2 separate regions of the Mus musculus genome follow, and region 2 is linked to region 1. The links are chromatin contacts, called in public Hi-C maps. All regions are on one chromosome and are shown on one strand. Each heading gives the region's core, a stretch centred on a gene start, on an enhancer-like site or on the middle of the called end of the contact. The rest is flanking DNA. Distances are from core to core; before and after follow the strand shown. Region 1 holds the start of Ar (androgen receptor). Region 2 has its middle 330 kb from the start of Ar.

What was found. A called contact is a pair of places that touch in the nucleus more often than the background predicts.
Region 2: a Hi-C map of group 2 innate lymphoid cells shows a contact between it and region 1, with 4 times the contacts expected there. The contact joins the enhancer-like site here to the promoter of Ar in region 1. A contact is called at or near these places in 1 of 39 promoter capture datasets (hippocampal neurons), 1 of 484 Hi-C or Micro-C datasets (group 2 innate lymphoid cells) and 1 of 115 datasets of contacts at active chromatin or transcription factors (embryonic stem cells).

Annotation. Positions count from the first base shown.
Region 1 is chrX:98,146,845-98,150,409 of GRCm38.p6, reverse strand. Ar (androgen receptor) reads right to left here and starts at 1,653. Exons shown (of 8, transcript NM_013476.4): 1 at 1-1,653. The coding sequence starts at 628.
Region 2 is chrX:98,475,126-98,478,690 of GRCm38.p6, reverse strand. No RefSeq gene overlaps it. Among named protein-coding and RNA genes, the nearest start is that of Ar, 330 kb to the right of the region's middle. Within about 2 kb of position 1,645, at least 4 of the 459 cell types and tissues checked have an H3K27ac peak or open chromatin away from gene starts, as enhancers often do. A contact at or near this core is called in group 2 innate lymphoid cells, where this site is marked.

The DNA of each region.
Region 1 (3,565 bases), core at 404-2,903:
CCCCCGTGGCCTCCCTGGCTCTTGCGCTGCTGCCTTCGGAGATTACCTCCTGCTGCTGTTGGTGCTGTTGGTGCTGCTGTTGGTGCTGCTGCTGTTGTTGCTGCTGCTGAAGAAGTTGCATGGTGCCGGCCTCGTTCAAAATGTCTTTAATGTCGGCGGAGCAGCTGCTTAAGCCTGGGAAAGTGGGGCCCAGCAGGGACAACGTGGATGGGGCAGCTGAGTCATCCTGATCTGGAGGAGCTGGTGGCTGCTGCGGCAGCCCCTTGCCAGGAGCGGTGGCCGCCCCAGGCTCGGGGAGGCAGCTGCTCTCAGGGTGGCCCTCGGAGGCTGCCTGCTGCTGTGAAGGCTGCTGTTCCTCCTCCAGGGCCAGGTAGCCTGTGGGGCCTCTGATGTGGGCTTGAGGAGAACCATCCTCAGTGTGCTGCTGCCGCCGCCGCCGCCGGGGGCTAGTCTCCTGCCTCTGCTGTAAACAGGCGCCGGGAGGTGCTATGTTAGCGGCCTCAGGGTGCCTGGGGCCCGGGTTCTGGATCGCTTCGCGCACGCTCTGGAACAGATTCTGGAACGCTCCTCGATAGGTCTTGGATGGGGGCCGTGGGTAGACCCTTCCCAGCCCTAACTGCACCTCCATCCTTGAGCTTGTCTGTAGCTTCCACCGAATTCCCTTATCCTGCCTCCTCGTCTCTTGCTCTGAAGAGTTCTCCTGACTGATGATGTAGTATCTGCAGCTAGCTGCCCACCTGCGGGAAGCTCCGGGGAAGAAAACTTGCAGGAGGGGGGGTGGGTGGGGGGAGTGCCCAGATAACCTCAAAGTCTCCAGTAAAGGAAGGCACGCGCAAGACAGGATCTGCCCTGCTACTTACACAGTTTGTCTCTAAATACTTGAAGAACAGATTAAAAGATGCTCAAACCTTGACGGGAGGGAAAAGGGGAAATCCTCTGCCTTCCAAATTCAAAGTCCACTGAAGCAGGTGCAAATAAGAACTGGGCTATTTTCTTTTTGTTTTCTTTTAGCTTTTGTTTTGCTTTCGACTACTGAAACCCTAGCTGCCTTTTCATCTTTTCATTTCTAACACCACACACAGGGTGAGGGGCGGGCAGGAGGAGGTGCAGGGGCGAGAACCTGGAACCAGGGACTCTCCTGGGCGTGCTGTTGCTCCTCAGTCTCTGGGCTCCCAAAAGCCTTCCTTGCAATGTGCAACAAGCTCCCCTACTCTCAGCCAAAGGGAGTTTACCTCTGTGCAAACTGGCTGGCAGAGCTGGGGGTGTAGGGGAGAGGGTTGGCCAGAAAGCCTGCCTAGTCAGCTCCTGGAGAGGGGACCCAGGAGGGGGTAAGGGTAGAGGGGAAGAGGACAAAGGCAGCCGTAGTCCTACCGGACACTTTCCTTGCTTCCTCTGAGTCTCCCGCAGCTTTTAGAAACTTCACCGAAGAGGAAAGGGCAGCTCCTGGGCGGCGGCTTCGAAGCCGCCGCTCTGCAACAGGCGTTGGCTGTCGCTGGGCTGGGGCTGGCGTGGTGCGTCCCTTAAGCTTCTGTATGGCACTGGAGTGGCTAGCTCAGTCTTTTCCCCTCTGATGCCCTCTCAGCCTCCAGGTTTGCTCCGGACCCTCTGGTTCTCCCAGCAGGCTGGCTCCTAGGGATCTCCGAGGGGGCGCTGGGAGGTGGAAAGCAAATGCAACAGTTTGTGAGTCGGTCCCGCCCCCGCAGGCCGGCCTCTCTGCCTTCCCACCTCCTTTCTCTCTCCCCTCCCCTCCCCTCCCCTTTCCTTTTCTCCCCTCCCCTCACCGCAAGCTAGCGCAGAGTGGCTTTAGAGAACGTAGTGCTGGCGTAGTATGGTTGAAGGCTGGAATGACTCACTGTAGCCTTTGAAGACCCCTCTTCCCTAAATACCACTTGTTTTTCGGAACCGGGCTTTAGGCTCCAAAGCAGAAGCGATTTTTAACAGACAAGTCTACCGGCTCCCCAGGAGGTTAGCACAGGCAGAATTTCATTCCTGAACCCAATCCCAAAACAGACTCTTGGAGGTTGGAGGAGGAAGAGGCATTAGAAGTACCAGCTACCAATTGCTCTTAGGTATTCCCTCCCCGCTCCCCCCAGGGCCCACCAGGACAAGCAGAAGGGAGAGTCTCCTGACATTAAAGAACAAGCTGCAGTCAAAGCAACTCTTGCTGAAACCTTTGAGATCCTCCTGTAGGATAGCTGGGAATTCCTGACACCAAGCCATTTGATCTGGGAATTCTGGGCCCAAGAAGCCCATGGTGGTCATTTCTACCTTATTCCCAGCCCTTCTTTCTGTTGGGAATTACCTGTAATTTATACGTTTTATTTCTTCAGACATGCACAGGCAAAAATCATCCAGAAAAGTGGGCAAACACAAATGTCAAAAACACTTGTCATGCATACACGAACCTTTGATTTTGTCCAAAGCGTTGTTTGTATAGAATCCTTTAGATGTCTAAATTGTTTGCACTTGAAAACCCTTACCTTTGGTAGAGGAATCACAGAGGGATGATCTTTCTTTTGATGGACAAGTAAGAGTGAATGAAGATGATGTAGGATACTCCCAACTGTAGGGACAAGTATGCAATAGAAAGATGGAGACTAGACCTATACAGAAAATGTCCTTAGAGAAAGGTTGTAGACCCCATCACTTGTAAATGGCTTTAACCTCTGGATCTGTCCCAGCAGGCACATGAGTGCATTTGTTTTGTGAGACTCACGGTGTTCTTATTTGTTTTGGGGGGCATTGTTTTATCTTTCTTTCGAGACAGGGATTTCTTTTGTACCCCAATGATCCTTCTGATTCAGCTTTTCAAATACTGGCGTTGGTGGAGTATGCAATCACACTAGCTATTTCCACATTTACAGGCTTCTACAGTTGGGGGGGGGTGCTTTATCCATTGTACTGAGAGTTTACCTTTATTGAAGGAGTTAACTGAAACCTCAAGGGGGAAAAGAAGTATGCATGATCAACTCTGCTTCACAGATAAAGAAGGGAAGCAAGGACATTGTTGTATTTCCCATATTAGCAGAACATAAACTTTCCAGGTTTTTTTTTTTTTTTTTCTACACTAGCTGTACACTCATCAGATCCACAACTCTTGGAAAACAGCATAAAGTAAACTTTTCTAACAAAATGACCTGAGAGTGCTTCCTCCTTCCCAGGTGAAAAATTATCTGCTGTGAGTAAGGCAGTTGAGGCCTTATTGTGCATTTGTTATTGCTTTTTTCTTAGTTTCACAAACCACTCTTTAGGATTAAAAAAAAAATAGCAAAGTTATTCAAAAGCTGTCCAACTGTAAAATGGGTAATTCTCAGTATTCTAGTGTAGGGTGCTGAAATGTGGATACTTTGAAGACCTTATTTTTTTATTTTTTAAAAGATTTATTTATTATTATATCTAAGTACACTGTAGTTGTCTTCATATGCACCAGAAGAGGGCGTCAGATCTCATTATGGATGGTTGTGAGCCACCATGTGGTTGCTGGGATTTGAACTCCGGACCTTTGGAAGAGCAGTCGGTGCTCTTAACCACTGAGCCATCTCTCTAGTCCCAAAGACCTTATTTT
Region 2 (3,565 bases), core at 396-2,895, 330 kb before region 1:
TCTTCATTCCAGTGATGATGCCTTTTTTTATGCAGAAACTGTAGTATAATGAGCTCCCACTTATTAATTGTTGGTATTAATACCTGCACTATGAGAGATCTTTTTCAGAATGTCCTTTCCTTTGCCAATGAATTCAAACATAGGACTTACTTTCACTTCTCATACATTTAGTTCACTTTGTCTTATGTTGAGGACCTTGATCCATCTGTAGTTGAATTTTATGCAATGTAAGAGATAAGATAGAGTTTTATTTTCTACATGTAGCTATTCAATTTGACAGTATAATTTATTTAAAATGCTGTATTTCCTCCAATGTAAATTGTTTGCCTTTTTGTAAATTATCAGGCTGTAGTAGGAGTATTGAATTATATGTAGGACTTCAGTTCTATTCTACTCATCAACGAGTCTAGTTTTATGTCAGAACCATGTTGTCTTCATTAAAATAGCTCTAAATTATAATTTAAAATCTGATATAGCAATATTTGTTGTCATTGAAGATCATTTCAACTATCCTGGGTCTTTTGTGCATATATTTAAAATTTAAGATTTTTTTTTATAATTCATGTGAAAAATTGCATTGAAATTTTGATGAAGATTGCCTTGAGTCTGTAGATTGCTTTTGTTATGATTATCATTTTGTTTGCTTCTCTCATTTTTCTTTAATTTTGAGATTAAATATAATTACATCATTTCTCCTTTTCATTTCCTCTTTCCAAATTTTTCCATATACCACTCTTTGTTCTCTTTCAAATTTATGGCCTCCTTTTACATTAACTACTCTTAATAAAATTTGGATTTTCCAAATTAATTTATCTATTTTTGTTCTTTCTGAAAATTTTAATGTAAGAGCTTAGAGCTACAAACCTTTCTTTTAGGGCTGCTTTTAATGTGCCCCAGAAGTACTATGTTGTGTTTTAACTTTCATTTAGTTCCTGGAATTTTTAACTTTCTTTTTTGATTTAGTAATATATTATTTATCTTCATGCTTTTGTATAATGACAAGAGATTAATTAATTTGGTGCTGTTTTGAAGTTTATTGCATTATGTCCAGATAGGATAAATGGAGTTTTTCAGTTTTGTGAATTTCTAATGATTTGGTTTGTGTCCCAATATGTGGTATATTTTTCAGAAGTTTCGTGGGCTGCTGAGAAGAATATATAGTCTTTGGTGTTGGAAAATATATTCTGTTGATGTCTGTAGGTCAATTTAATATATAAAGCAATTTAATCCTGGCATTTTTCTGTTTACTTTTAGCCTAAGTGACCTATATATTGAGGAGAGTGGGGTATTGAGTTGGAGTTAATGTGTCTTTAATTCTAGTAATAAAATTTTCATGAATCTAGCTGCACCAGAGTTTGATGTATCTATGTTTAGCATTGTAGTATATTCTTGTTTATCTATTCTCTTGATTAGGACAAAGTATCCTGTTTTATGTCTTCTGATTAGTTTTAGTTTGGAGTCTGCAGATAATATGATTGTGGTGATTTGAATAAAAATGGGAGCCCATATTAGGAGGTGTGGCCTTCTAGGAATAGGTGTGATTTTTTTTAGAGGAGATGTGTCACTAGGGGGTGGGCTTTGAGGTTTCAGAAGCTCAACCAGATCACTTCCTGCTGATCAAGATGTAAAACTCTTAGCTCTCTCTCCAGCACCATGTCTGTCCGTACTCTGTCATGTTTCCTGCCAGTATGTGATAAGCTCACCCTCTAAAACTATAAGCAGGTCCCAATTAAATCTTTTCCTTTATAATAGTTACTGTGGTCATGGTATCTCTTCATGCAATAGAAATTCTAAGACAATGATTTTCCACATAAGATATCCAAATAATTTCATTTCTAGAAGCAACCAAGAATTTCAGCAAAGTTGCAAGATACAAAATCAACTTAAAAACCAGTTCTAGACAGTAAGAAAAAGAACACTGAGAAGGAGATCATAAATATACTCCCACTCATAATAGCATCAAAGAAAACAGAATATCAAGGAATACATCTAACCAAGGAAGTGAAACACCTCTGTAATAAAAACTGTCAATCTCTGAAGAAAGCGATTGAAGAAGAGATTAGAAAATGGAAAGTACCTTCATACTCACGGGTTAGTAGAATTACGATTGTGAAAATAAGTATTCTACAAAACTTACTTGCTAGATTAATGCAATTCTAAGTAAAAACCTCACAAAAGCTTTATAGAAATATAAATAAAACATAAAAAAAACCCCCACAACATGTGAAACCACACCAAAGACCCATGATAGCTAAAACAATCCTGGGGAATAAAATGTATTGTTTCTATTATTTCCTAAATTGTTTCTATTATCCTAAATGACTACTATTACAGATTTCAAGATATAGTACAGAGCTATAGTGCTAAAACTAATATGATAGTGATACAAAAAGGGACATATAGACTAATGAACCAAAATAGAAGACCCAATCATGAATGCATATGACTACTGCCATCTTGATATTTGACAGATGCCTAAAACACAGATATTGGAGAAAATGCTGCTTCTCAAGCAAATATTCCTGAAAAAACTAGATGTCTACATGCAGAAGAATAAAATTAGATCTAAAACTATCACGCTGAACAAACATTAACTCCAAATTGAACACAGATCTCAGTGTAAAATACTGTCACTACTAGAAGAAAACATAGACCGTACCTTATAAGATCTAGGTCAACAATTGGTAAGTGAGACCTCATAAAACTAAAAAGCTTCTATACAGCTAAGGAAACAACCTAGTGGAAAGTAAGCCCACAGAGTAAAAGATAATCTTTGTGTGATATACATCTATCAGAGTATTAATATCCAAAATGTATAAAGAGTTCAAAAAAAGAAAAGAAAACCAAGTCTAGTAAACAAATGACTCTGTTAAAAATGGATCTGAACAGAGGTCTCAAAAAAATCTTCATTTTCCTTAATAATTAGAAAAATACAAATTAAAACTAATTGAAATTGAAATTGACATTTCAATTACCATACTCATGATGGCTAAGATCAACAAAATGAAGGACAATAAATGCTGGTGAGGATGTGGGAAAAGGGAACCCTCATTTATTACTGCTAGGAATGCAAACTCGTATGGTTCCTGCTAATCATCATGGAGAAGTCACAAAGAGGTAGCAGCTATACAACTAACTGATTAAAAATATCCAGACTATATAAAGAACTCAAAAAACAAAGAGTAAAAAAAAGACCTATTTGAACAAAACATTTCCAAAACAAAAAGTAAAAATTGTTAAGAAATATCTTAGAAATATTCATTGTTCTTAGCAATTAGGGAAATGCAAATAAAAATAACTTTTATATTTCATCTTATCCGATCAGAATTGTGAAGAGCACCAAAACGACCAATAACAAACGCTGGAGAAGAAAAGGGGGGGGGGTAGAACACTTAATCACTGTTGGCGGTATTGCAAACATATCCAGCCATTCTGGAAACCATTATGGAAAGCCCTTACTAAACTAAAATAAATCTACCATATAACTCAGGTATATAACTCCTTGGCATACACCAATGGACTCAACAACTTCACAAAGAATTGCTCAGCCATGTTCATTGATATG